7 separate regions of the Mus musculus genome follow, and regions 2, 3, 4, 5, 6 and 7 are each linked to region 1. A link is a contact called in public Hi-C, HiCAR-type and HiChIP or PLAC-seq data. All regions are on one chromosome and are shown on one strand. Each heading gives the region's core, a stretch centred on a gene start, on an enhancer-like site or on the middle of the called end of the contact. The rest is flanking DNA. Distances are from core to core; before and after follow the strand shown.

Region 1 (3,484 bases), core at 261-2,760:
CTGGAGGAAGAAGCTGGCTAGGACCCTTGTGCAAAAGGCTGGAGAAACTCCAGGTTCCAGCAGATGGATGGAGGTTCGGGCACCTTTTCTGAGACTCCACGGTGAAGCAAGGCGAAGGGCCCCACGCTTTACCTGTACTACGAGGCAGGCACCGGGAGACTTAATCCCCTTCTCGAGTTCAGCCGCGCTGCCTCCCGCAAGGTCACACTCAAACACCCACGCGTAGAAAAACGAGGGCTGAAAGTTGCTTGCGCAAAGGTCCGAATCCCGAGCTAATAGTACTCCAACCAAGTCGCTTTGTCCGGTGTCACCATTGCCCACCCCGTGCACATATCAAAGCAGCAGACCATGCCCTGCGCAGGTCACACTACAGAGATGCAGACTTTGCTAACTTTTGTCCCATTATTTCTTGGCAGCTGCGGCGCCTAACGGGTTTGGAGCAGATTCCAAGTTTAGACTTTCCACCGCCACGCTCACTTTGACCACCCTCATCTACCCACTTTCTGACACACCGCTTTTTGCTGTGCTGTCCTAAGCTCCAACTTCTCCCCGAGATCCGAAACGGGGCGGTATTAGAGGTGTCCCGGGGACCAACAGCCTCCTCCCGGGTCCGCGCCTGCCCACAGCTGATCGGGAGACTCCATCCGGACACTGTCCAGACCTCTGGTCTGGAAAACCAACGCTTTCCAAGCGTCCCCAGTGTCCCAGCCCGAGACCTCCGCTTCTCTAGAGAGTGGGGACAATCTGCGCCTGATGGAGTCTCCTACCCGCGGCCCGGGCGGGGATCCACTGCGGTGCTGGGCGCAATGTCACCACGGCCGCTCCGGGAGCCACTGCTACAACTGCCATAGGCTCTTCACTGAGCTCCGGCAGGCTCCTCCAGTAAGTGCCAAAGAGCCTGGAGCCCCAGAGCTGGAGTCTCCTCCCTGACCCGCAGGTAGAAGACCACCGTGGCGGAGACAGAGATCTCTCTCCTTGTGTCTCCCTCTTGGCGCCTAGGGTCTTTGGTCCCATTTCTACTGTTACACCTTTCTAGTCCCTTTCCCACCCCTTCTGTGCCCGGGTCGGGACGATCACCTCAGTACTCAGAGAACACAAGCAACATTTCTCCAGCCCCAACTCGCGAGGGGGCGCCGTCCCTGGGGCACCGGGACAGGGACCAGCTGGGTGCGTACTTACCAAAGCCAGAGACACTCCGGACTTTGGGGGCACTGAAGAGGTTCAGAGAGGTATCTAAGGAGATGTGTTCAGGATACTTACCCAGCCAGCTCAAACCTCACGCTCCTTCTCTGCCTCCTCCTCTCTCCTCCCTCCGGTTTAGGGCTCTTTGTCTTTGCAAAGTGTCGAAAGTGTCTGGCATAGTGGGCTCCGCCGGCAGAGGTTAGCGCCGGAGAAAAGGGAGGCGGGGTGAGGATGGGAGCCGCCTCTGGAACACCTTCCCCCGGGTGTAACGGGAGTGAGAGGCGGGGCGTCCGGGGAGGAGTCGCTTTCGCCCGCCCGGTCCCAGCCGTGACTCCGGCGCGCCCAGCACGGCTCTTCGGCTCTAGGTTCCTCCCCTTCCTCCGCCCAGCGCCCGCCCCTTGGCGCTCGGGCGCCCCCCTCCGCCCCTCCTGCCGGCCTCAGCTCGGCTTTCCTCTAGCTTGGGGCTTCCTGCAAGCTCAATATAGCTCAGCCAAGCCACGTGGACAGCAGCGGGCTGGGTGGAGGCCGGACCCGTCTGAGAGACGCCGGAGGAGGCAGCGCGGGAACAATATCACTGCCTCAAGAGAGGGATCTGCGGGAACAGCTGGCGAGGCTAGGGAAGAACTCCCGAGAGGCTCGAAGCCCGTGGGGTCAACCCGAGGGACGAGGCGTTGGGCGTGCACCGAGAGGATGTGGCTGGCGGTGCCCAGAAGAGCCCCATTCAGGGTCGCAGTGGAGAGAGAGGGCGATCAGGCAAAGCCACCGCTTTTTCTGAGGGCGTGGGACTCGAGGTGGGATTTAGGTAGGCTTGGGGAGGGGCACCGCGGGGTTAGGGATTGCGGTGTCTGTGCAGCCAGGACTGGGAGCCGCAGAGCAGGTCACTATAAGCATCCACATCCCCGCCCTTCCCGTCTACTCCGCCGAGGGCCTTTCCTTTGCGGATGGATAGACAGCTTCGCAGACCAGCGCTAAGCAAAGGCTGATAGTGGGAATCAGAGTTAGAAAGGTCCCCAAGGCAGCCTGGGGATGGGGATTTGGTTTAGGTTAGGGTAGAAGTTTTTCTGTTTTAATAGGGAAGTGAGGGTACGGAATTTAACGTGTGTGGGTCGTAGATCATAAATGGTGGATTTAAAAGGCATTTCTAAGATCTGGTTTGTCAGTGGGTATCCTCTCACTGGAACTATCTCATCTACAACTTTTCCGTGGAATGTTAAGAGGAAAGACGGTGTGCGCAGGAGTCTCTCCGTTTTCAGTTCTGGAGACTTCTGGGGACAAGCCTTTGCAGTGGGGGAGGCCAGAGCTGCCTGGCTGTTTACTCACTAGAATGAGGCTGTAATGTTGGGGCGAATTTGCGGCACTTCTCCATTACGGTGTGATCTTGGGCTCTTTGGGCCATATCCACTGTTTCCTAGGTTTGTGTTTCCACGTACTCCCTTGCAAAGGGCCCTGGTCCCAGCGTTCGTTTGCTTGGGTTGTTGTACTGAGCAAGTGGATACAGGGCTCTTGAAACTGCCCTTGGCATCTAAGAGCTCACTCAATCCAAGCCAGCTTGTGGAAGGAGGAAGGAGTGGGTTTCAACTCTGCTTCTGGACTGCCTAGATAGGGTTGGTACACTGTGTAAGTTCCGAGGAAGTAGAAGAGAAATTGTTAAAAGGGAAGAAGTGGAGGACAAAGAAACAACAAACTACCAGAAAAGGAAGGAAAAGAACAGAAACCTCTAAGTTATAATTTGTGTGTGCGGGGTAAGGGAGAAGTATTGCCAAGACTCTTCCAGTTAAACCTCACTGGGGTCTGATCTGCCACTGGGCTGTCCCTCACCAGGATATGAGAGGAGGGGGTCTCCAAGGTGTTCTATGACCTGTGCTGAGTAGTTTTCTCTGCTGTTCTAGGTTGGTTTGGGTTTCCATGCTAGAAACGAGGTGAGGTCCTTGTCACTGGGCGCATCTCTATGAGCTGTGTTCTCTCTGAGAAGCTGTTCAAACTGCAGCGCCTGGCATTCTTTTGTGTGTATGTGAGAGGAAGGCAGAGATCCCATCCCCATCGGCTACTGTCCTCCCTAGCACAACATCTTGCAGCCCTATCTAGTGTGAGCCACTTAGATCCTTGGTCCCCACAGATACAGTTTGGAGCAGGAACATACTCACACTGTGGTGACTTTCAGTAGAATACAAGTTAAATGGTCACCTAACTGGACCTCAGGGTTAAAGAAAAGAGCCCTGTGGTTTGCAAGCCTGTATCTGCTGCCCATGTGCCTCTTGATTTGATGAGGCTTACTGTAGCTGAGGAACACTGTGCCTTGCTT
Region 2 (3,484 bases), core at 665-3,164, 990 kb after region 1:
CTGTACCCTTTCAAAGTCTCCTTGAATGATGTTACCACAACTCAGGAGACACTGAGACGACCGTGGCTTTGGGGCTTGATGGCATTCACGAGTACAGACTTTAGGGAGAAACAGGCTACCACATACATGCAGGAACACAGCTCCTGCAAAAAGACTCAGGGAATGCAAGATCAGCAAGGCCACTGTCTGAGAAAGTGAAGCCGTCCTAACTAGTTACACGACACAAAAGCTTTCGTTATCCCTAGGTGATGGCCTATATTACTTAGTTTATCTCTTTGTCTGCTTAGTGATTGAACCTAAAGTCTCATCCAGGCAAGGCAAGTACTCTACCACTGAGCACACCCAACCCTGCATGGGTTTCATCTTGATTATGGCGTTTTTCTTTTTAAAGAAAGTACTGATCAATAGCCATGGCTGTGGCCTTGGTTCAACACCCCCCAAGTCCCTGACTGTAGTTCCGAGGAATCATAACCAAGAATTCAGCCTTTCCCACTAAGGGCCGCAAGCTCAGTCTGACTCTTGCCAAGGAAGCAGCTAGCACACACCCAGCAGGGCTGACTCCCAGGACAGATACCCAACAGAGGCCAGATATGATAGACACATCATCTCCTAAGCTCCAGAATTGGAATCAGCATGGAACTTACATTAATCTGTTCACTAAGCCCTAATTCTTATGTCTAATTACGCTGCAAGAACCATATATTAAGAAATTTTATTAACCTTGTAACATGGAGCAGTCACAAGTACCTCCCACCAACTGAGGTTTCTAATTAAATCAAAACTTTTTCTAGTATGGTTTGGCTACCTGTGTTTCTCAATGTCTTTCCTCTGTGAAGCCCATATCAGAAAGTGTTATGAACGCTCTGTGCCTGAGCCTTGACCCTTAGGCTTCTGAGCTCTCCATAATCAGACACTTACCTTCAAATACATACCTGCTCTTTGTTATCCCACCTAGAAACAGGAACTGATCCTTATGGCCTTGTTGCGCCCAGAACCCACCTTCACAGCTCACAACCACAGGAATTCATACTGATTACATTTCAGGCTAAGCCCTATCAGTAAAAACCCTGAGGTAGCTTTGATGTTAAAAACATCAGGCCAGGTGCCAGCACAGCTATCCTTACAATCAGGCTCAAGGTGAGATGGAAGGCTAAAGAGGACAGAAACTTCCAGAACCAAACATTAACATCTTACTTCCTCCAGCAGTCTACCTCTCCCTGCTTATGACACATGCTCACGTATCCCACAGGGGTTTATGCAGAGCATGTTGAAGGGAGACAGTGCTTAGCCCTGGTGAGAAGAAAGACAGGCTAGGACCACGTGCACTTTCAGATTGTACATCCTGTGAAGTCTAGTGTTTTCCTGTTACCCGGGATCGGACAGTCTCTGCTGGCCTTGGCATGCCAGCTTCCAGCCTTGCACTTACAGGCCACTGGAGCTTGGGAACTCACCATCAGACGTGTGAAGGAGCTTATGACTTTTCAGTGTCCCTTTGGATTTGAATTTCTTGCCACACATGTCACAGAGGTGGGTCTTCTCAGTGCTGTGACGATTCATATGAGCTTTGAGGTTGCTCTTGCTACGAGTTGCATATTCACACAGAGAACACTTGAAGGGCTTCACACCTACCAACGAGAAATGGATAGCTGTACATTTACACGTGTCTGTGCAAACATGGGTGGGGATCCCAAAGAACAGTTCACACCATATAAAACATCCAACTGAACAGAGCAGTATACTTGCTTACTCCCAACGTGTCCGCACACCTCATGTCTGGCCGACCTCATCTTGTTCCGCCTTACAGAAATACCGCAGAAGTCAGGGTTCCCAAGCCTCGGCTTCAGGACAGTTCTAGCTGCCTATCAGCATTCTGTAATCCTACAGCTCCCTCCTGCCAAAATGCTCTTGCATACCACAGTGATTTGATCACCTCTGCTCTCCCTACAGTCTGGTAACTCCCTGAAGACAGACACCCTGCCCAACTTACAAAGCAGTCATTAAATCCAACTCAACTGAGTTAAACTAAATAAAATTATAGGCCACGTCATTCTTTGCAAAAATCAATAGGATCAGGCACTCAGGTCAAGTCTGGAAGAATATTCCCATTCATAACATAAACAGAAGCACAAAACACTGGACATTCTGCATGACTCACATGTAACTATTCCCAAGCTATTGTGCCTACTCCACTTGTATTGCTTTCCCCCACCCAGCCAGTGTGAGAACTGCTGTCGTGGTTCATCTCAAATGCATTTCTTGACCTCTTTGAACTGTTAGACTCTCTGAGCACCTGCCCACCGTGTGAATGAAGTTCCTCACGTGTGATCAACACCTATGACTATGGAGAGTCCCCAGACTTATCTTATGTTGCCCCTTCTTGTTAGTCTTCATGCTTATCTTTTGCATTTGCCTACTGCTGCTCTTTTTCCATGTTTTATTTTGGGAGTGAGCTGGGAGAAAGAATACTTACAGTGCAATTGCAGTGATTAGCTCCAAAGACTCGCGAATAATGTAATGTGGGTAAGTAGGCTTTTCTTTATCCTTTACAGTTCCATCATTATAAAGAAATTCATAGACAAGTGAAAAAGAGCAGGCCATGAACACTCCATCCTAAAACTGCAGCCTTTCGTTTCCTAAACCTTTCTCAGAATTCAGAAGGTTTTCAAATTGAGAGATTTCTTCCAGAAGTTCAATGTGGAATACTGACACCCGTGTCCTGTGAATGCATAGTGTTGGCTATACATTAAGCCTGGTATGGAATACTGACACCCCGTGTCCTTGAATGCATAGTGTTGGCTATACATTAAGCCTGGACATACACAGGGTCTTCTTCTGAGGAATGTAGGAGACCATCTCACTGATGCCTGCAGCAAATCTCAAGGCAGTTTATAATTGTGTTTCATGGAAAAGTGACCAGAAGATGGAATATTTGTCCCATCCTGCGTCACATACAAAGAAAGGAAAGACTGAACCACGCTCTCCCACTCCAGACCTCTGTCTGCCATGCAAGCATTATCCCCCAGGGGAACAGATTTATAATCCTCAGGCTGCCATCTCCCTGGATTTGCATCAGCGTCAGGTTCGTGGTCTGTCTCTGACCACTCCCAGACGACTCCCCTGAGCACCATCCTAAACCAATCTCCACACAAAGGCTTCTGCCTCCTTCTCTACTGAGAAAACTCCTAGCAATGACTTCCTTCAGTGCCCTCAGAAAATGACATATAGGTATTCATCTCGTCACCACTGTCAACTCCTCCTTTCTTGCCTCCACATGGGAGGTATCGCTTTCTCTTAGTGCGAGTCAGTAAAGATGTAAAGAACAGGGCTTTAGAATCATGTAGCATGGGTCCAAATCCCAGTTCCCACTACTTTTTGGCTGTACAACACGAGCATTTCATAGCGTTCTGTGCCTCGTGTTCCTCACTGGTAAAACTAACCTGGCTTGCTAGTCCCTGAATGCACTAACTAGCGTACCATGAGCAAG
Region 3 (3,484 bases), core at 286-2,785, 970 kb after region 1:
ACCCACCAGCAGCCCAAAATGGATCTTTAAAAGTCAGAGAGGAAATTTAGAGCAGAAGACGTGAGGGGACATGCCATGTTACTGGCTTTGAAATAGAGAAAGTGGCTATAAGCCACTTGCAGGTGACTCTAGCAGTGAGGAAAGACAAGGGTATGGGTCTGAGAGCTGGCCCTGCCAACATTGACAGTTGATCTTGGGGGCAGAGGGAGCAGCATGCTAGACTTTTGAGTTACAGAATCATAAAATGTGTATGTTCTTTCAACACAATGTGGTGATAATCCATTTTAGCAAGAGGAAATGAACCTGAGATGAGAGGGGAGAATACAGAAGAGTGATTACTACTGTCTGGATGATAGAGGATGGTGTGGAACAACTTCATGCTGTTCTGTGAACTGAGAAATTCCACTTAGACAAACTGACACAGAAGAGCTACAGAACGAGAGACCAAGGCTGCCTGTGGTGTTGCACAACATGTGTGAGTTTCATTCTAAGCTATGGATACTTGATAAAGAGGATCCTGAATACACTGGGAGTCTGGGGGAGACCAGCCATGGCCCAGGACCCAGCTAAATGCAGCAACAACAGGTTCTGCACTGGATGCCAAAGATACAGTGGAGGAAATATATGGTAACTGTTTGTGTAGATGCTTAACAGAATAAATCCCACACTCCTCTCACGAGCACATAAGCCACAGGCAAAAACCTTAGAAAATGAGAATTTTGCTCAGGGCTAAAGACTGTTTCATCTATTCTCATCAGGACCAGTGTAAACCAAGAATGACTGCAAAGGCCACTGAGACAGAAACAGATAGAAGAATTACCTGCAGCTGACCTAATTCCTCATTTACAAAGACAGAAGGCTGCTTTGGTCCTCTGCTCTCTAGCATGGTAAATACACTACTCTTGGAGTATCATCTCCCGGCGAAACACGTTTGTGTCCCGTAAGACATGAAATTAAGCCCTTTGCTTTAATTACATAGAAAAATGGGGATAAAAACTGAAGACTTAACAGATTCAGTCATATGGTACTACTCCTGGTGATATGTGGGTTCCACCGTAGCAAGTCATGTTCACCTGAAAACTGTCTTCATGATTATAGCCTTTCCAGTTCTCCCCTCCTGCCCAAATTCACTGAGAAGATACAGCAGGAAGAACACTGAACAGTGGGAGGATGTAGTTTAAGTTCTGCCTCCTTTGTTTTCTGGATGCTAAAAGCGTATGCCTGCACACTCAGAGTGCTTTAAGTCCTTCAATTGTATGAGGAGACGTCCTAAGAGGCCGCACAAGCTGTTCTGAACACAGGATGAGCTTGCTGCTGCAGAAGGTCCTTCTCACCTCACAAATGACAGACAAGGTCAACATGACAACACCAGCTGAAATCAGAGTCTGTGGCAGAAAAGACTACAGCTGGTCAGCTCAATTCTGAGGCTCGGGTTTCTCATCTGATAAGCAAGGGCAGCAGTTTGTACCATTGGGAGCCCTAAGGTGACAGTTAGGAATCTCCTTACACAAAGCCAGAGCTTGAGAAGTTCAATGAGAGAAAGCCCGAAATGTGGCGACCAACATTCCTTCCAGATTAGACAATTCTATGAGATTCTATAAAAGGCATTTCAAAAAGCATTTTAAAGCATAATGGTCACAAACCTTAAAAATTCAATTTCTCTGAGCACATATCAGCAGATGTAACAATGTCAAGGGTCAAGATGACTTAAGTGATATGCAGAGTTTTTATTGAGAAACACAGTGGGTCATCTTTCTTCCTCTGCAAAATTCCACGAGAGACTGGCTAAGTAGATGCTACCAAACCTGCTGAAAAAACATTACTTACAAGCATTAGGAAAACTAGAAGGACTCCATCCTCCAACCCCTGCACATGATAGGCTAGTGGTTCTCAACTTGTAGGTTATGAACCCTTGGGGGAGCGGTGTCAAACAACCCTTTCACAGGAATCGCAAATCAGATTTTTACATTACAATTCAGAACAGTAACAAAATCACCATTATGAAGTAGCAGTAAAATAAGTTTGTGGTTGGTAATCACAATAGCATGAGGAACTATATTTAAGGATGGCAGCATTAGGAAGGCTGAGAAGCACTGTGCTAGGGCCTACAGTGGGTATACCAGAATGCTCTCCACTCATATAGAAGCCTGCCAGGTGGGCTTTAACTGTTTACCAGGCAATTTACCTGCAGGAATCTAAGACCTGAAGGCACAGATCCGCCTCCCAATGTCTATACTTCACACTCCTCAAAACTGACTCCAGTTTCAAGCGGGAAGGACATGCCTTGTCTTCTGTCTGTACCCTCTTGAACACTGTTTCTTGTCTTGGTTTCCAAAACACAGAGAAACTCTATGCTTATGGAACGAGGGAGCACAGAGTAAACTCCGCATATGACAATTAAAGGGCTGGAAAGCAAAGTCAATGCCACAAGTGCTGTGTGTCCACTTGCGTCCTTCCCACTTCCGCCTCGCATACCTCTTACCTTGAAGGAGGCATGCTGCTCCATGTGTCGCAGCAGCTGGGGTTTCTGGGCTGCTGTGTAGTCACACACCGTGCACTTGAATTGCTTCCCTGGAATGAAGCGGAGGACAAAGTGATCATTGCCAGGCTGGTAGCTCCTGCATGTAAAGGGACTGTGTACACACAGGTGTCCCTTGCCAGGTAGGAAAGCAGATTCTCAGAGGGGATCAAGAAGGCAGTGTACAGACACAAGGCAGCATGGTCAGTTGTTAGCAAGGAGGAGCAAGAAGGAGCTCACCCACTGAAGGAAGACAGTGGCCAGCTTTGTCTAGGAAGATTCTGAACAGTAACGTTACAGCAGACTCCTAAAGGGAGAAAAATGAATGCCCAGCCACCTCCAGAGGACACTGAAAAAAGAGAAGTGTTCATGAGAGATAGAGAGAAAGAGGAAGAAAAGGGGGAGATTGAAGAAAGGAAAAGAGAGAAGGAGGGACAGAAGAGATGAGAGGAAGACAGAGAGAGAGGGAGGGAGGGACAGATGAAGAGAGGGAGGGAGGGAGGGAGGGAGGGAGGGAGGGAGGGAGGGAGGGAGGGAGGAAGGAAAAGAGAGGGGGCAGGGAGGGAGGGAGGAAGGAAAAGAGAGGGGGCAGGGAGGGAGGGAGGGAGAGGGAGGAAGGGAGAAGGAGGAAGGGAGGGAGAAGAAGGGAGGGAGGGAGGGAGGGAGGGAGGGAGGGAGGGAGAGGGGTGGGGAGAGAGGGGGAGGGAGGGGGAGAGAGAGGGAGAGAGAGAGAGAACACAAGAGCAGCAGGAAAGGCTACACGATGGTCAGAAACACCAGCCCCATGTTCCTCCTGGAACGGAAGTGTGCAGTCTACAGTAAATCACATGTTGATCTGGAGAAGATGAAAGCAAAACATCGAGGATCTGGGGCATCTCAATGAGGAGGAGATCCTGAGCAGCAGAGGAATCTGTAGAATGACTTTCTACATGGAGAAAGGTCACTGTACACAGCTCCCATGCTGGT
Region 4 (3,484 bases), core at 322-2,821, 840 kb after region 1:
TCTTTGTCAATTTTACTAAGTCATTAAAAGTCATCAACTGACTAGCCATGCCATTATTGGTTCAATTGACTCCCTGATGATGGACAATTTAGTCTTTTCAAATGTTTCAGAAAACCATGCAAATCATAGATGTATAAACATTTCTTTATATATATGTAGTACCATAACTTAAATGTCAAGAATTGAGGGTATATATACTTAAGACAGTTTTTTTTGGTTGGTTTTGTTTGCTCTTAGTTTTGGGTTTTGTTATTTTATTTTTGTTTGGGAGGATTATTTTGGTTTGGTCTTGGTTTTGGGGGTTGTTTTGTTTTGTTTTGTTTGTCTTTTTGGTGCATAGTAAAGCACTTCCTTTCCCACCCAACCATATTTCATAAAAATCAGTTGATCATCAGTATTGTCTCCTATTTTAACATGACAAAGATAAAGAGAGCACCTGTCCACTCATATCCAACCACCCTTACTGGTGAGACACTAAGAGTGTTTTCCCATTCTTGACTTCCCATCCTCTGTCTTAAAAATCAGTTTGACAAAGTAGTTTATAGCTGAGTATACATAGTCTCTGATTATTGTTTAAGGCAAGAGGGACAGCAGGTAGGAAAGCAGGTTACATGGCCTGAACCTACTGAAATGATGAAGAAGCAAACAGTCCTACAAATCTCACAAAGCTCCCTGTTATAGCCTGGATCTTGTATGTATGTATGTATGTATGTATGTATGTATGTATGTATGTATGTATTGTTTATGAGTGTTCCATCTATATGTAAGCATGGGTATCACATGTGTGCCTTTTGCCCTCAGAAGACAGAAAAGGGAGTCATATTTTCTTGGGACTGGAATTACAGACAGTTCTGAGCTTTAATGTTGGAAATCAAACTCTAGTGCTATGGAATAGAAGCCACTGCTCTTAACCTCTGAGCTTTTGTTAACATGTTAAAAACTATCACCAATAAGACAGTCCTAAGTGGTAGAGTTCATAGGAGATGATAAGAGCCAATCACTTATTAAATGAGACTAGTGCTTTTATAAAAGACAGCTGCCTCCCCAACCCCTATCCAGCAAGTGAGGGCATGAGATGAAAAGGCCATCTATCAGCCAGGAAGAGGACACTAACCAGACACAAGGCTTGCCCTGCATAATGAACTTCCAACCATCAGAACTGTGAGGGAAAACATGTTATATACAAGTCCTCTGTCTGTGGTATCCTTTTATAGCTTGCCAACCAGGGTAAGACACCCCTCACAAGATAGCTCATCTCCATCTCTTACTGTAAACAGAACCATCGCAGTCATAGAAACATATACCAGCAAATGGTCCCAGCAGAGGTTCACACATGTTGTTCTGCCCTATGGCCATGCTCTTAAGCACAGGTTGTCTCTGCATGTTAGCTGCAAGATTGAGTCTTCAGGAAATCAGGAAGGTTTTGTAGAAGAGCCAGGACTTGGTTCCCCCTGCAAGCTTCTCTGACTGCTTATGAAAGGAAATGGATGGCTCTCTTCACAGTGGGACTGCCAGCTCTCTCCTTCCAATCCATTAGGCATGGCATGGAGTCTTGTAGCTTTGCACAAGCCATGCTGTTCTGTATAAATAGGGGCCATCCATCAGAAATGCCACAGGCAGGAAGCCAGTGACGTCTCTACAACCAATTTACAATTGGAATCTGATGCAAAATAAATGCAGAGAATGCCTTTACAGACATAGAGCATACAAACACACACTGTACATAACCAGGAAGTCCTGTTAAATCTCTGTGTTGGGGCATGGAGGAGCAGGAATCACACAAAAGTGGAGGAAGAAATGTCAGGATGTAGGTGGGGCCCTCTATTCACATTTTAAAATGAAAAAGATGTGACAGATAAGAGTGGCAACAGTCTTTTTCTTGCCATTCTACAAAGATGTCAGGCCAGAAGTGCACTTAAAATAAATATCCAGATGCTGAATTTATTACTTCTAGGCTTTAAAGCATTAAAAAATTTGAAGATTACTGTTGACACACAAAAAAGTAAACGTACTGAAGAGGAAAGCAAAGCAGGTTTTCTGAGGCTGCTCACTCGCTTCAATGTTGTCTCTAAAGAATCACCTACAAGCATACAAGTGTTTACTTTTGAAGCTTCAAAGCTACCCTTAGAAGCTGTGGTAGTTTGGATATGCTTGGCCTAAGGAGTGGCACTGTTTTGGAGTAGGTATGGCCTTGTTGGAGTAGGTGTGTCACTGTGGGTGTGGGCTTTAAAAACCTTGTCCTAGCTGACTGGAAACCAGTTTTCTCCTAGCAGGCTTCAGATGAAGATTTGGAACTCTCAGCTCCTCCTGCACCAGGCCTACGTGGATGCTGCCATGCTCTCATCTTGATAATAATAGACTGAACCTATGAGCCTGTAAGCCAGCCCCAATTAAATGTTGTCCATATAAGAGTTGCTGTGGACACGGTGTCTGGTCACAGCAGTAAAACCCTAACTAAGACAGAGATGTGCTTGTCTTCGTCAGAGGCAGCCTGAGAAGCAGACAAAGAACTGGTCTTGCATAGAGTAGAGGTACCAGGCACTTCAGTATCATGGAAGAAAATCTAGCAGTGTCTTCCTCTCCAAATAGATGGATAGAAAGGAAAGAGGACAAAATGTTACCCGCATCTTCAATGTCCTCATCGTTATCATTGACGCCATCACCATCCCATTAATGGCACTTAATGAATGCTGGTTTCATAGAGGTGTGAACTGGGGTGTGCTCACTCTAAAACTGGCAGAACATGGGTTTTAAGGCCCCCAATGGAGGAGCTAGAGAAAGTACCCAAGGAGCTAAAGGGGTCTGCAACCCTATAGGTGGAACAACAATATGAACTAACCAGTACCCCCCGGAGCTCATATCTCTAGCTGCATATGTATCAGAAGATGACCTAGTCGGCCATCAGTGGAAAGAGAAGCCCATTGGTCTTGCAAACTTTATATGCCTCAGTACAGGGGAATGCCAGGGCCAAGAAGTGGGAGGGGGGAGGGCTTGATGGACTTTTGGGGTAGCATTGGAAATGTAAATGAAAAAAAATATCTAATTTAAAAATTAAAAAAAAAAGAGTGCTAATGAGCTGGGCGTGGTGGCGCAGGCCTTTAATCCCAGCACTAGGGAGGTAGAGGCAGGCAGATTTCTGGATTTCTGAGTTCAAGACGAGCCTGGTCTACAAAGTAAGTTCCAGGACAGTCAGGGCTATACAGAGAAACCTTGTCTCTAAACCAAAAAAAAAAACAAAAAACAAAAAACAACAAAAAAACAAAAAACAAACAAACAAAAAAGAGTGCTAATGAAGCAAGGTTCAGAATCCTAGCACTACCTTTTAGAGGCCCAGACCACCAACCAGATAGGCACTAGATCTCTTGCCATTGACCAAGGGCCTTAGCAAGCTCTTCCAATGTGATAGACGTCTGTTTTTCTTCCTTAATTATTCCTGCAACCAATGGATCACCACTTAATGACTTCTTCTTAGCACCTAAATGTA
Region 5 (3,484 bases), core at 636-3,135, 810 kb after region 1:
AGAGCCACATCCACACACATCCAGTAAGTAACATCCTTCCATAGCCCCTGCATCAGCTCCTGCAGCCAAGATGACAGGAGACAAAGTCTTGAAAACAGAAAAAAGAAATCTGCTCATTAACACAACGCCCAGAATCACGGACACAATTTCGAAAAAGAACAAAGTTGGACAACTCTCATCTCTGTCAGAACTTACTGTAAAGCTAGTTATGTCAATGGTGTGAGACTGGGGGTGGGTGGGAGAGACTGACAAGTCTGGAAATAAATCTTCATATTTACAGTCAACTGGTTTTGGAAAAAAAAAAACTGCCATTTACAGTCACTGAGTAATAGGTAATCCGGGATAATTAGATATCTTATGGATAAAAATGAGCTTAGACTTTTCACACTCATATCCAAATATGACTCAAAATGATTCAGAAGCTTGAATGAGATCAACTTCTAAAAGCAGCATAGGACAGTTCTACAGAGATAGCTCAGTGGTTAAAATACTTGTTGCTTAAGCATGAGTACCTGAGTTCAGATTCCTAGCACCCAGGTAAAAACCCAGGTGTGACAGTGCATGCCCATTATCCCTAAACTGTGAGGTATAGACACACGTGTGTGTGTGTGTGTGTGTGTGTGTGTGTATGTATGTATGTGTGTGTGTGTGTGTATACATATACATATACATATACATATACATATACGCATACGCATACGCATACGCATACGCATACGCATACGCATACGCATACGCATACGCATACGCATACGCATACGCATATATACATATATACATATACATATACATATACATATATATATATATATATATATATATATATATATATATAGCTTTGAGACAAGTTCTCACTATGTCGCCTTGGCTATCCTGAAACTCACTATACAGACAAGACTGGTCTAGGACTCAAAGAGATCTCCCTGCATCTGTCTCCCAAGTGCTGGGACTAAAAATAAATATGCCTACCTGACAAATATTTTAATTTCAAATGACTGTTGTAAGTAAATAAGCATATAAAACAATTGACTGGTAGAAAATATTTGCAAAATTCATACTCAAGAAAGGACTCATACCCATAATTTTCAAAAACGACATATATCCTATAACACAAAACAATCAAAGGATGGGAAAATTATGCATAGAAGTGTCATCAGTTATGAAATGGCTAATTTATACATTGCAGGTGCTAATATAGGGATATGAACAAAACCACAGCAAAATACATTCCCACAGAGAGTAAGTATAATACAGGAAAAGGATTAAAGCTGAATTCTGAAGACGTAGAAACATGGGTAATAGCACATCACCAGTGATAAGGACGTTGTGCAAACACTTTGGAAAACATTCCAGCAGTTTCTAGAATGTTAGACACGGACCTGAGAGGAGCCACTGATCTACTCTTAGTTCTCTATTCAAGGGCAAGGAAAATGTTGAATAGCATGTGAATATTCACTGCAGTCTTGTTCAAATAGAAAAAGTTTCAAGTAAGCTATGTGTCTATTAATTGTGGGATAGATCACTGAAGTGTAATGTATTCACTAAAGTGAATAGGATTTAGCAATAAGGAATTGAGATGGCTCATTGAGTAAAAACAGATGACACCAGACCTGACAAGTCCCCAGAACCCGCATGATGGAAGAACAAAAGCTGTCTCCTTCCTGCAACCAGTCTTCCAAACTCCACATCCATACACATCGAGACATGCATGTGTATACACACATAAGAAATAAATTAATAAGAAAACAACTTTAAAATGCAATAATGATGCATGCCACAGCACCAGATGAGGTTCATTTTCATGACATTAAGTGAAATAAGCCAGATACAAAAAGCCTCATATTACGTAATTCTGTAAAAGAAACTCAAGAATAAGCAAAATACAGAACCAAAAATAAAGTGCTGGTTGCTTGGAGCTGTGGTTGGAAACATGGATTAATATAGACACATGTGATCTTGTCGTACGGATAAAAAAAATGTCTTGAAATTGATTTACAGTGATGGCTGCATTTGGCAAGGTTACTAAATATAATTGAATTGTATATTCAAGCTGAGTGAATTTAATGTTATATAAATAAAATTCAATAAGCCTATTAAGAAACAATAAGCCAAAACAGCAGTGTTATGGACTGAATGTTCACATATCCCAACATGGCTGCAATTGTATCTGACCCCTGGGAGGTAATTAGATAATGAGTGTGGAATGTTGGTGAATGAGAGCTTCCCTGCCTCCCCCTCCATACTTTCTTCCATGTAATGATAGCTGTCTGCCATGCAGAAGAAACCCTTCCCACAAGCCCCACACCACCAGCATTTGCCATGTCAAATTTGTGACCAATGACTTTGGTCTCCAGGACAGTGAAAAATTAAACCTGAACAAACCAGCCTCTTGCCATTCTTTAAAACAGCTGAGCTGACTAAAAGATAAAATGTGGATGGAAGGGAGACTGGGTCAGAGTGTTTGCTGTGCAAGCTTGGGAACCTGAGTTCAAATCCCCACCACCCATTTAACAGGTCAATGTAGCTGTACCCATATCCCCAGTATTGAGGGGTATGGGAAGCAGAGACAGGAGGATTGTTCAGCTTGCTGGCCACCAGCCTTGTTCCAGATTCATCAAGAGACCCTACCTTCAAGGAGTGATAGAGGGGTAGATCTGGACACTCAACACACCCTCTCCTGGCCTCCATATGTCCAGAGGCTATGCACACACATGGGTATACATCATATATATATCTCACACAAGTAAAATGAAATATCAAATATCAACACATGTTTAAAACAGAGAACAGTCTGGAATGCAAACTTTTGCTTTCTTTAAGTTTGAAATATCTCACATTTTCCAATTTTAACAATAAATCGGTAAAGATGTTTACTACTTGAGACACAAGGTTGTCCATGGGGCTGTATCTTGCCATGACTGGAAAGTACTTCTGAGGTAGCTATATCATTGTTATTGTTGCTTTATGAGTTATCGAAAATCTATGCTTGGTAATTGCTTTAGTGGTTTTTACTCATCTTCAGCAATACTTGACTTATAACTGGGCTCAGAGGAGATCACTGTCAGCTTAAATCAGTGCCTTCTCTTCTCCCAGATCCAATGAGAGAATTTCCACAGATACCTTAGCCACTCAAGAGTTTCTTCCTGAGAATGCTGAATCTTCTAATTAGAAAATATTGCTGTCATAGTGAATAGATACGGTGATGTGAGATGAACAAGAGGAACCAGGAGATAAGCAGACTCATTTGCTCAGTGATTCTCTTATCCACGCAGTCCCCTCTCAGCCACTGATAACCAAAGCTTACTCCCACAAGTGCAAATTATTCTTTCTACAAACCTTGGGTCAAATTCAACATTTTCATGAATTAGTAATAATATCCTTTTACACGCATTGATTCCCTAGAAGTGTAATGGGATAGCAGAAAATGTGATTATCATGGTATTGCAATTTTGTTTTCTGATGAAGAAATGTAGACACAGGATAC
Region 6 (3,484 bases), core at 500-2,999, 770 kb after region 1:
AATCCTTGCCAGCCAGGAGATACCCAGGGACATGTCTTTTCCATCATTATACCCTGTACAGATTATAGCACCATGCTCAGAAAGATCAACAAGGGTGGGAATTTCTCGTCCATAGAGGGCTTTCCCCTGCCATCAAGTGACCTTAGCCACTTGAAAAAAATGATTTAAATCAAGATATACACTGGGTAGGGTACTCCAAGTGAAACAGAAATATTTGAGGATCCATAAATAACAATTACAGATGAATGAAAGCATTTGCCTTTTGGGGCCTGGGTTACCTCACCCAGAATAATTGTTTCTAGTTACATCCATTTACCAATGAATTTCAAAGCATTCTTTGAAAAATTTAAATAATAATATTTTGTTAGGTATATATGCTACATCTTCATTATCCAGTCACCATGTGATGGACATCTAGGTTATTTCCATTTCTTAGGTTTTGTGATGGAGCAGCAATGAACATGGATGAGCAGGTAACACAACAGTAGGATACAGAATCCTTTAGGTATAACCCAAAACAGTGATAGCTGGATCATGTGGTAGATCTATTTCTAGATTTTTAAGAAATTTCCACACTGATTTCAATAATGGCCATACCAGTTCACACTCCCACCAACAAGGAATAAGTGCTTCCCTGTCCCACATCCACTGTGGCAGAAACCTACTTATCTAGTTAACACTGTGGGCTATGAATAATCATTGGGCTAGGGAGGCATGCCCATTGGTACAATAATGGGATAAATATTATGGGAGTGACAACTCACTTTCAGATTGAAAATAAGAGCCACTCCACATGACAAAACACATAACTGGCACCATTATGGGGGACAAAAAACTATACAGACAGGTAATAGGTTCTAGGAGAGAATGCACCAGTAGTATTCTGTTAAACTGACAAGCTATTAAACCAATTCCTAATAAATTGACATTAAATTCATAGATTAGCACATCTCTCAACCCTCACCATAGAATCTTAATTCTTTAGTAGATAGTGATTAACAGAGGCCTATAACTAGTCAAGGTATAGAGAATAAGAGACTAGAAGATCCTTTCCTAAAAGAAATGTCTATATCATATCCCCCACCCCCACCCATGGCTCAGGGAATATGGAGGAAGTAGAGACAGAAAGGTCTACCTGAATGGTCATGTGTCTGTCTCTGCTATTGAAAGTCTCAGACATGATCTGTGTCATCTTCTTAATGTTATTCTTGAGGTTCAAGGGAGCCTGGGACAGCAGTGCTGAGTGCTTCTTGGGGTGGGGGGACATGCACAGTTTATGGTACCAGATCTTCTCCATGCAACTCCATTTGATGACAAAACTGGGTCCAGTGGGGTTACTTCAGAGTCAGGATATTTTGCTTGTTCTGTGCCTCCTTGCCCATGGAAAAGTTCTCATGCCCATCATGATGTCCTGGCATTGAGGGCTCCCAAATATGGCAAGGGATATGGATCTGGGAGCATAGAAAAGCAACCTTTGTAAATGCTAGAGCACGCTTAGTGAGAAGCATGCTGATTTCTCCTATTGCAGTCCAGGATGACGGACCTCAAAATAGCAGAGTGCAGGCCCACAAGAAAAGATTATTTGGTGTTTTGACAGGAATCAAGAGTGGATGAACTGGGAGTTAGATTAAGGTCAGGTTTTGCTTCACACATAAACTCTATTTCTTTGGAGTATGCATTGCTATGGAGAGCCTTTCTGCTTTTGCTGGTAAAGCTATTTGGGAGCTAACTAAAATGCAAATTTATGCATACCTCTCATGACAGAGCTGAAAAAGAACTGAAATCCTATGCAAACTTGGGTCTTCTGGGGGCTGGGGATAAAGCATGACTCCCTGAATTCTGGATGGCAACCACACCACCTCCTCCTCAGAGGCAAACACTCCCTTCCTATAAGTGAATATTCTTTCTTTTGGTACCCATTACTCCCCAAATGCAGTCTGGCATGCCTGGTTCTCCATTTGGGCTTCTGATTTAGTTCCTACTCTATCCCCAGGTCTCCAGCTGAGATGATAACAAAACTGCATTGGCTCCTGCTGTTTGTTTTCCTTCTTGGTGTCAAATACATGTAATTTTTCAACATTAAAAACTGATTGTCTGATTCTCCTGTATAAACTGGCTGTCTATCAGTTCAGTTCAATTTAAGTCAACAATTCCAAACTATGCACTCAGAGTTAAGGAACCCCTCAGGTCTAGGACTTATTCCAATAAAGCCATCCTACAGCCACAAGTGGTCTTTCTCCAACTACCTACACATCTCTCTGCCTGGTGTTTCCCACAGCACTGCCTTGATGTTTGAGAATTCACTAAAACATGCAAGATTCAGGAAAGAGAGGTGCCGTGGACCTCTGTATCTTACTTACAGATTCTCACTACTCTGAACTTGTTATGGCCCCTCTTCCAGCTGGCCTTCAGTATTGCTCATTAGCCTTGAGCCTCTCTTGCTGGTTCATTTTTCACATTAGTCCCAGCGCTCTTCAACTGTGATGAACTCCAGGGTGAAGCCTGAGGCCACCACATGTCATTGGATTGGAGTTCTGGGGTGGAGGGAATTATCAAGTCCAGGAGATTACCCCATAGGAAGGTTTCCATCCCTTTACAGTGGACAGGGATAGGACAGTATGAGAAGGGCTTATAAGGGAAGCCACCTAGGATAACAGGGGGAGAGTCTTGATACTGGACACCCAAGATTTGCCAGGCATCAAGTAGGTTCAACAAGGGCCCATCAGTGTGCAGTTTTTCTGTGTTAAACAATATTTTCCAAGGCTGCCCCAATTCTTTTTTTACTTGCATTTTAAGATGTTTTTCTCCTATGAAGAAAGAAAAGCACTTATAACAGTATTTTTAAAAGAGATTAAGATAAATATCATCTGCTGTAATCGTGCTGGGAGGGAAGAGTGGGGAGAGCACACTCCTTTCCGATGCAGGAATATCCTTCCATCCACTTCCTCGTCCCTCCTTTAGACTACTTTTGTGTAGCTCTCCATGATTAGAGTCCTCTCCATAATCATCAAAGAAGCTTTCAGTTCCTGTCATTTATGTATAGTCATTGCTATGAGGAAATATCATTTCATGGACCATTAATGGGCTTAACAGTCCTTCTTTTCAAAGGAAAACTTCTCACAGTTCATATTTCTCAAAGCAGAGTCAAAGGAAAAGCAATATGCTATGACCTCTCATTTCTCTCCAGCTGATGTTTATTTAACACCTTCCAAGGCCTGGTGCCCTAAGTATACTGTCCAATTTAGCTCAGCCAGCAACCCCACTGGGTAAGCATCAATACCCTTTAGAAACAGGGACATAGGTTCAGCCAGGTTAAGCTACTTTGTAAATGTCACAGTGTCAGGAAGCCATAGTCATGATTCAACTCCAGGTGAGTAAGAGTCTGAACTCTTCACAGACATTTCCAGAGAGACCAACCAAGATACTTACTGATTGGTATCAAACACAGTCTAGAGCACTGCCCATATGGGATCATTTAACTCAA
Region 7 (3,484 bases), core at 321-2,820, 720 kb after region 1:
TTTCTGCTTCCCAATCAGCCAAGATGTGAAAGAGGTGCTTTCTCACTTTGCAGCTGCTGCAGATGACGCATGGTCGTCCCTCGGTTACACCATGCCCTCTCTGGTGTGCTGTGGGATCTGAACATGAGATCAAAATCCTTTCTTTCTTAAGTTGCTTCTTTCTAGCCACTAGAAAAGTAACTGAAGCAACCACACCTTATTTATTTAAATCAAGCAGCAGACTGGATCCGTTCCATGCATGACAGTTTGGTGAGTGTTGCTTTACATAATGAATTGAAGAACAAACTGCCTATTGTCAATACAAGGTACATTGATAGGGAATAAGGACCATGATCCAGGACGGGATCAGGGACCAGAAAGAGTTGTTTTTAAGACAGTTGCTAAAGTGAGCCACTAGAGCTTAGTCCCAAGAATAAACTGAGGAGTACAGTTAAAATCCAACCTCAGAATCATCCCAACCCTAGGCAGAAGAGGGCTGAGGTCTTAATATGTCCTCTCATATTCCCCACAGCTTTAGAGCTGCTCCTAGGAAGAAATAGTGTTTCCTGGAAATTCCAGCCCATGCAAATCTTAGGAAGATTGAGTGTTTCGTTTTCTTTGAGCATGGCAGCACTGGCCCCAGGGGTCAGGAGAGCGATTCAGAAGCAGCAGGAAGATCTTTGGTGCTGGAGAAAGTATACTGTCTGAAGTTGGCTCTGTCCTTTGCATCAAGCCTGCTTTCAGCTCACTCACCCTTCATACTGATTGAATAAAGACATTGAAATATCTTAAGAAAGAGTCTGACTATGGAGAGAGCTGAATCCAAGGCCACATCATCAGAACTCTGCCTCTGATTCTTTAAACCCCAGCCAAGGATTGGCTGTTTTAGGTCAGGGTAACCTAACATCGATGTTTCTGTAACTGAGTGTGTATTCACTTGATGACAACATCTTTTCTAAAAGAATGAAGAGATCCTGAATAGGCCTGTGTAAGCACACAGTAGGTCCTCAGTATGGCTAACCTTCAAACCATTCTCACCTGTGATATAAGTAGAATATACTCACTTTGTAGAAAAGAACAAAACAAAATTCTTGCCTTTTATTATTTTGAGGCTCTTCTTCGGCCCGATTCCACAAGCTAATGTGCTCTTGCCAAATGCAGCTGTGGACTCATCAGGAAGACTTTGCCTCTGCCGACTCTTCTTGCACTCGCTTAGTGGATGGCACAGTGTGCTGCTTGAGTAAAGCCGCAGTGCTGCTGGCTGATGGGAGTTGAAACCACAGAGCTGAAGCCCTGCGTCCAGAAGCAATTTCATTCTCATTGCATGATCTATTCTTCTCACTGGCTGTCCCACCGAGCCTGACTCCGTGGGAGAGAACCGTTCTTGCCCAGCCATCATGATGTTCCAGAACCCTGGGGCTCTTCCAAGCAGCATATTTTCAGGCTCATTTCATTTTCTGTCTTGGATTCAACCATCTGGAAAAGAAGTTGGGAGAATGACGCCCCATCTCTTGTCCCACCGGACTTGGAGAGGACATGCCAGCCAAGTTCATGTCAATCTGTTTGTAGATTGGCAAAGGAAAGAAGACCCCCCAGGGCCCCCTGGTGCTGATTGGGACCATGTGCAGCTGCTGGTGGAGTCAGCTCTTTCTGGTTCCCCACCCTGTATGAATATCACGAGTCAGCTTGGCCAAAGTGAACATACAGAGAGAGGAGAAAACTCCTGTCTGTCACTCTTCTTCCCAACCTCAAAGGCTAGCTGTGGAAGAAATTCACTGTCAGGGAATCAACAAGCAGATCTGGGCCTAGGTCAGGAGAGAGTAGTGACATTGCAGAAGTGACCATTGGATAAGATATTCAGCATAGAGGCAGCCCCATGGAGCACAGGACAGATTCCTGCATTGTCTCCTGGCTCTGCCTCTTTCTAGGTCTGTAAACTATGGTGCTTATAACATCCTGTGTCCTCAGCATCCTCATGTGTGTGAAGAAGAACATGCTCTTACTGTTACAGCAAGAATCTCAGCAAAAATTCAAAACAAGGATGACAGACACTAGCCAGCTTTGTAACTGTCATTCACACTGATGGGTTTAGACAAGCTGACTTCAATCAAAAAAGGCACACTCGGAAGTCTTTGGTTGAAATCCTGGCTCTATTTCCAGTTTTCCAAAGTTTGACCCTGACTACTATAATTAAAAGACTTCACCATTCTTAGCCTTAGATTTCCATATTGAAAAACTAAGAAATAAATCCCTCTTGTAGAGGGCTGTGGTGGAATTTAAGTGGTCATGATTAGAATTACTTGAGAAAATAAATTTTTATTTATCCCTGACTCAAAAGTCAATGGATAAAACAAAATATAAAACAAATGATCAAAAGATGTTTCTTGAGTGCGTGAATGAATGAATAAGCCATTTAAAGCATGCATTACCAGACATAATCACACACACACACACACACACACACACATAATCACATTAAGCTAGGCTGCATTCTGAGCACGTCTCTGGTACTGTCACAATCAATCCTTTCAACTGAGAGATAGTTCTAGTGTGTGTGGCTATGATCTTTTAAGGACACTGCAAGTCTTAAAGAGATTAAGTAATACATCCCAAGTCACAAAGGTCACCCACAGAAAAGGTGATTCTAAACCACATCTCTGGACTTTAAGGACAATGGGCTCTTAGACTGACAAATCCAAACACAGGTCTCTGCACTTTTGCAGGTAGAGAGCAAAGCTTGGCTCTCATACCTGGTAACTGGCTGATGCCTACAAAGCATTTGCAAGCATTTCATATTCACCGACCCTGTGTCATCCCGATTTTACCAATGAGAAAATTGAGGGTTGATTAAATACCCCATTTCAATGCGAAGACTAAGTAACAAAGTCAGAATTTCAACTTAGGAAGACTGGCAACTGATCCTATGTTTCAAAAACACTCAAAGACCTGAATGCAGAGACACAGACACATGGCATCGTGTAGCAGGTATTCTTCCCCCTCACAGAATTCCTTTTTCAGACACCTTTGCATCAAAGGGAGCGGAGATTGCCATTCCATCCATCTGACTCTATGAATGGAGCCCTGGAACAAGGATTTGCAGAAGTCTACGATGGGTTCTAGACTCCTCTAGAAGGCAATCTGAAGTCTGGTGCTGCCTTGAGTGTCTTCCAGACTCACAGGAGAATGAGAAAACCCAAGTGACAGGCCCACAGAAGCTTTTGACCTTTTAACAGCCTGTGGCACATCTACAGTTCCTCTTGGCAAGACAGTTCCTCTTGGGCAAGTTCCTCCACCCACAAAGGCTCTAGACACAGCTGAATTGAATGGGGGAGGTATCGCCTTAGAGAAAAGGAAGTCTTAGCAATAAGAAGGAAAGCAAATGGCCTAGAATACAAAGAATCAGAACACAAGCTCCATTCATGCCATGCCTCTTCATGTAAGCACTCACCCTTTGATACCACCATCACCTAATACCTACTCTACCACCTCCATCCTAGCATCTACC

What was found. Hi-C and Micro-C count contacts between places; a contact is called where the count stands out from the background. HiCAR-type assays count read pairs that join an accessible place to other places. HiChIP or PLAC-seq counts read pairs in DNA pulled down with a chosen protein or histone mark.
Region 2: an HNF4G HiChIP or PLAC-seq map of pancreatic cancer cells shows a contact between it and region 1. The contact joins the enhancer-like site here to the promoter of St3gal1 in region 1. A contact is called at or near these places in 2 of 39 promoter capture datasets (embryonic stem cells and hippocampal neurons), 3 of 484 Hi-C or Micro-C datasets (bone marrow-derived macrophages, cerebral cortex and neutrophils), 28 of 115 datasets of contacts at active chromatin or transcription factors (DN3 thymocytes, the NIH/3T3 cell line, the SCID.adh cell line and 22 more) and 1 of 9 other capture datasets (macrophages).
Region 3: a contact with region 1 is called in an H3K27ac HiChIP or PLAC-seq map of the NIH/3T3 cell line, with 12 times the contacts expected there. The contact joins the enhancer-like site here to the promoter of St3gal1 in region 1. A contact is called at or near these places in 1 of 39 promoter capture datasets (embryonic stem cells), 2 of 484 Hi-C or Micro-C datasets (bone marrow-derived macrophages and cerebral cortex) and 16 of 115 datasets of contacts at active chromatin or transcription factors (the NIH/3T3 cell line, the SCID.adh cell line, SST interneurons and 12 more).
Region 4: an H3K4me3 HiChIP or PLAC-seq map of neural tube shows a contact between it and region 1, with 4 times the contacts expected there. The contact joins the enhancer-like site here to the promoter of St3gal1 in region 1. A contact is called at or near these places in 2 of 39 promoter capture datasets (embryonic stem cells and hippocampal neurons), 1 of 15 datasets of contacts at CTCF or cohesin (the NIH/3T3 cell line), 14 of 115 datasets of contacts at active chromatin or transcription factors (the NIH/3T3 cell line, SST interneurons, acute myeloid leukemia and 11 more) and 1 of 9 other capture datasets (macrophages).
Region 5: a HiCAR-type map of PVALB interneurons shows a contact between it and region 1, with 5 times the contacts expected there. The contact joins the enhancer-like site here to the promoter of St3gal1 in region 1. A contact is called at or near these places in 2 of 39 promoter capture datasets (embryonic stem cells and hippocampal neurons), 12 of 484 Hi-C or Micro-C datasets (the BV-2 cell line, the C2C12 cell line, bone marrow-derived macrophages and 6 more), 25 of 115 datasets of contacts at active chromatin or transcription factors (the NIH/3T3 cell line, PVALB interneurons, SST interneurons and 19 more) and 2 of 9 other capture datasets (embryonic stem cells and macrophages).
Region 6: a contact with region 1 is called in an H3K4me3 HiChIP or PLAC-seq map of stem cell-derived neural progenitor cells, with 7 times the contacts expected there. The contact joins the enhancer-like site here to the promoter of St3gal1 in region 1. A contact is called at or near these places in 1 of 39 promoter capture datasets (hippocampal neurons), 1 of 15 datasets of contacts at CTCF or cohesin (the NIH/3T3 cell line), 17 of 115 datasets of contacts at active chromatin or transcription factors (the SCID.adh cell line, VIP interneurons, acute myeloid leukemia and 14 more) and 1 of 9 other capture datasets (macrophages).
Region 7: a Hi-C map of uterus shows a contact between it and region 1, with 4 times the contacts expected there. The contact joins the enhancer-like site here to the promoter of St3gal1 in region 1. A contact is called at or near these places in 1 of 15 datasets of contacts at CTCF or cohesin (the NIH/3T3 cell line), 13 of 484 Hi-C or Micro-C datasets (bone marrow-derived macrophages, cardiomyocytes, cerebral cortex and 5 more), 20 of 115 datasets of contacts at active chromatin or transcription factors (VIP interneurons, astrocytes, bone marrow-derived dendritic cells and 15 more) and 2 of 9 other capture datasets (embryonic stem cells and macrophages).

Annotation. Positions count from the first base shown.
Region 1 is chr15:67,175,372-67,178,855 of GRCm38.p6, forward strand. It overlaps St3gal1 (ST3 beta-galactoside alpha-2,3-sialyltransferase 1), which reads right to left and starts at 1,511. Exons shown (of 9, transcript NM_009177.4): 1 at 1,261-1,511.
Region 2 is chr15:68,164,302-68,167,785 of GRCm38.p6, forward strand. Zfat (zinc finger and AT hook domain containing) reads right to left here. Exons shown (of 16, transcript NM_001145888.1): 10 at 1,452-1,625. Among named protein-coding and RNA genes, the nearest start is that of Zfat, 93 kb to the right of the region's middle. Within about 2 kb of position 1,915, at least 79 of the 459 cell types and tissues checked have an H3K27ac peak or open chromatin away from gene starts, as enhancers often do. A contact at or near this core is called in the NIH/3T3 cell line, SST interneurons, acute myeloid leukemia and 2 more, where this site is marked.
Region 3 is chr15:68,144,021-68,147,504 of GRCm38.p6, forward strand. Zfat (zinc finger and AT hook domain containing) reads right to left here. Exons shown (of 16, transcript NM_001145888.1): 11 at 2,483-2,571. Among named protein-coding and RNA genes, the nearest start is that of Zfat, 110 kb to the right of the region's middle. Within about 2 kb of position 1,536, at least 17 of the 459 cell types and tissues checked have an H3K27ac peak or open chromatin away from gene starts, as enhancers often do. A contact at or near this core is called in the NIH/3T3 cell line, where this site is marked.
Region 4 is chr15:68,013,555-68,017,038 of GRCm38.p6, forward strand. No RefSeq gene overlaps it. Among named protein-coding and RNA genes, the nearest start is that of Zfat, 240 kb to the right of the region's middle. Within about 2 kb of position 1,572, at least 6 of the 459 cell types and tissues checked have an H3K27ac peak or open chromatin away from gene starts, as enhancers often do. A contact at or near this core is called in neural tube, where this site is marked.
Region 5 is chr15:67,987,921-67,991,404 of GRCm38.p6, forward strand. No RefSeq gene overlaps it. Among named protein-coding and RNA genes, the nearest start is that of Zfat, 270 kb to the right of the region's middle. Within about 2 kb of position 1,886, at least 8 of the 459 cell types and tissues checked have an H3K27ac peak or open chromatin away from gene starts, as enhancers often do. A contact at or near this core is called in the BV-2 cell line, PVALB interneurons, bone marrow-derived macrophages and 1 more, where this site is marked.
Region 6 is chr15:67,941,427-67,944,910 of GRCm38.p6, forward strand. No RefSeq gene overlaps it. Among named protein-coding and RNA genes, the nearest start is that of Zfat, 320 kb to the right of the region's middle. Within about 2 kb of position 1,750, at least 9 of the 459 cell types and tissues checked have an H3K27ac peak or open chromatin away from gene starts, as enhancers often do. A contact at or near this core is called in astrocytes and stem cell-derived neural progenitor cells, where this site is marked.
Region 7 is chr15:67,899,936-67,903,419 of GRCm38.p6, forward strand. No RefSeq gene overlaps it. Among named protein-coding and RNA genes, the nearest start is that of Zfat, 360 kb to the right of the region's middle. Within about 2 kb of position 1,571, at least 32 of the 459 cell types and tissues checked have an H3K27ac peak or open chromatin away from gene starts, as enhancers often do. A contact at or near this core is called in VIP interneurons, cerebral cortex, cortical neurons and 3 more, where this site is marked.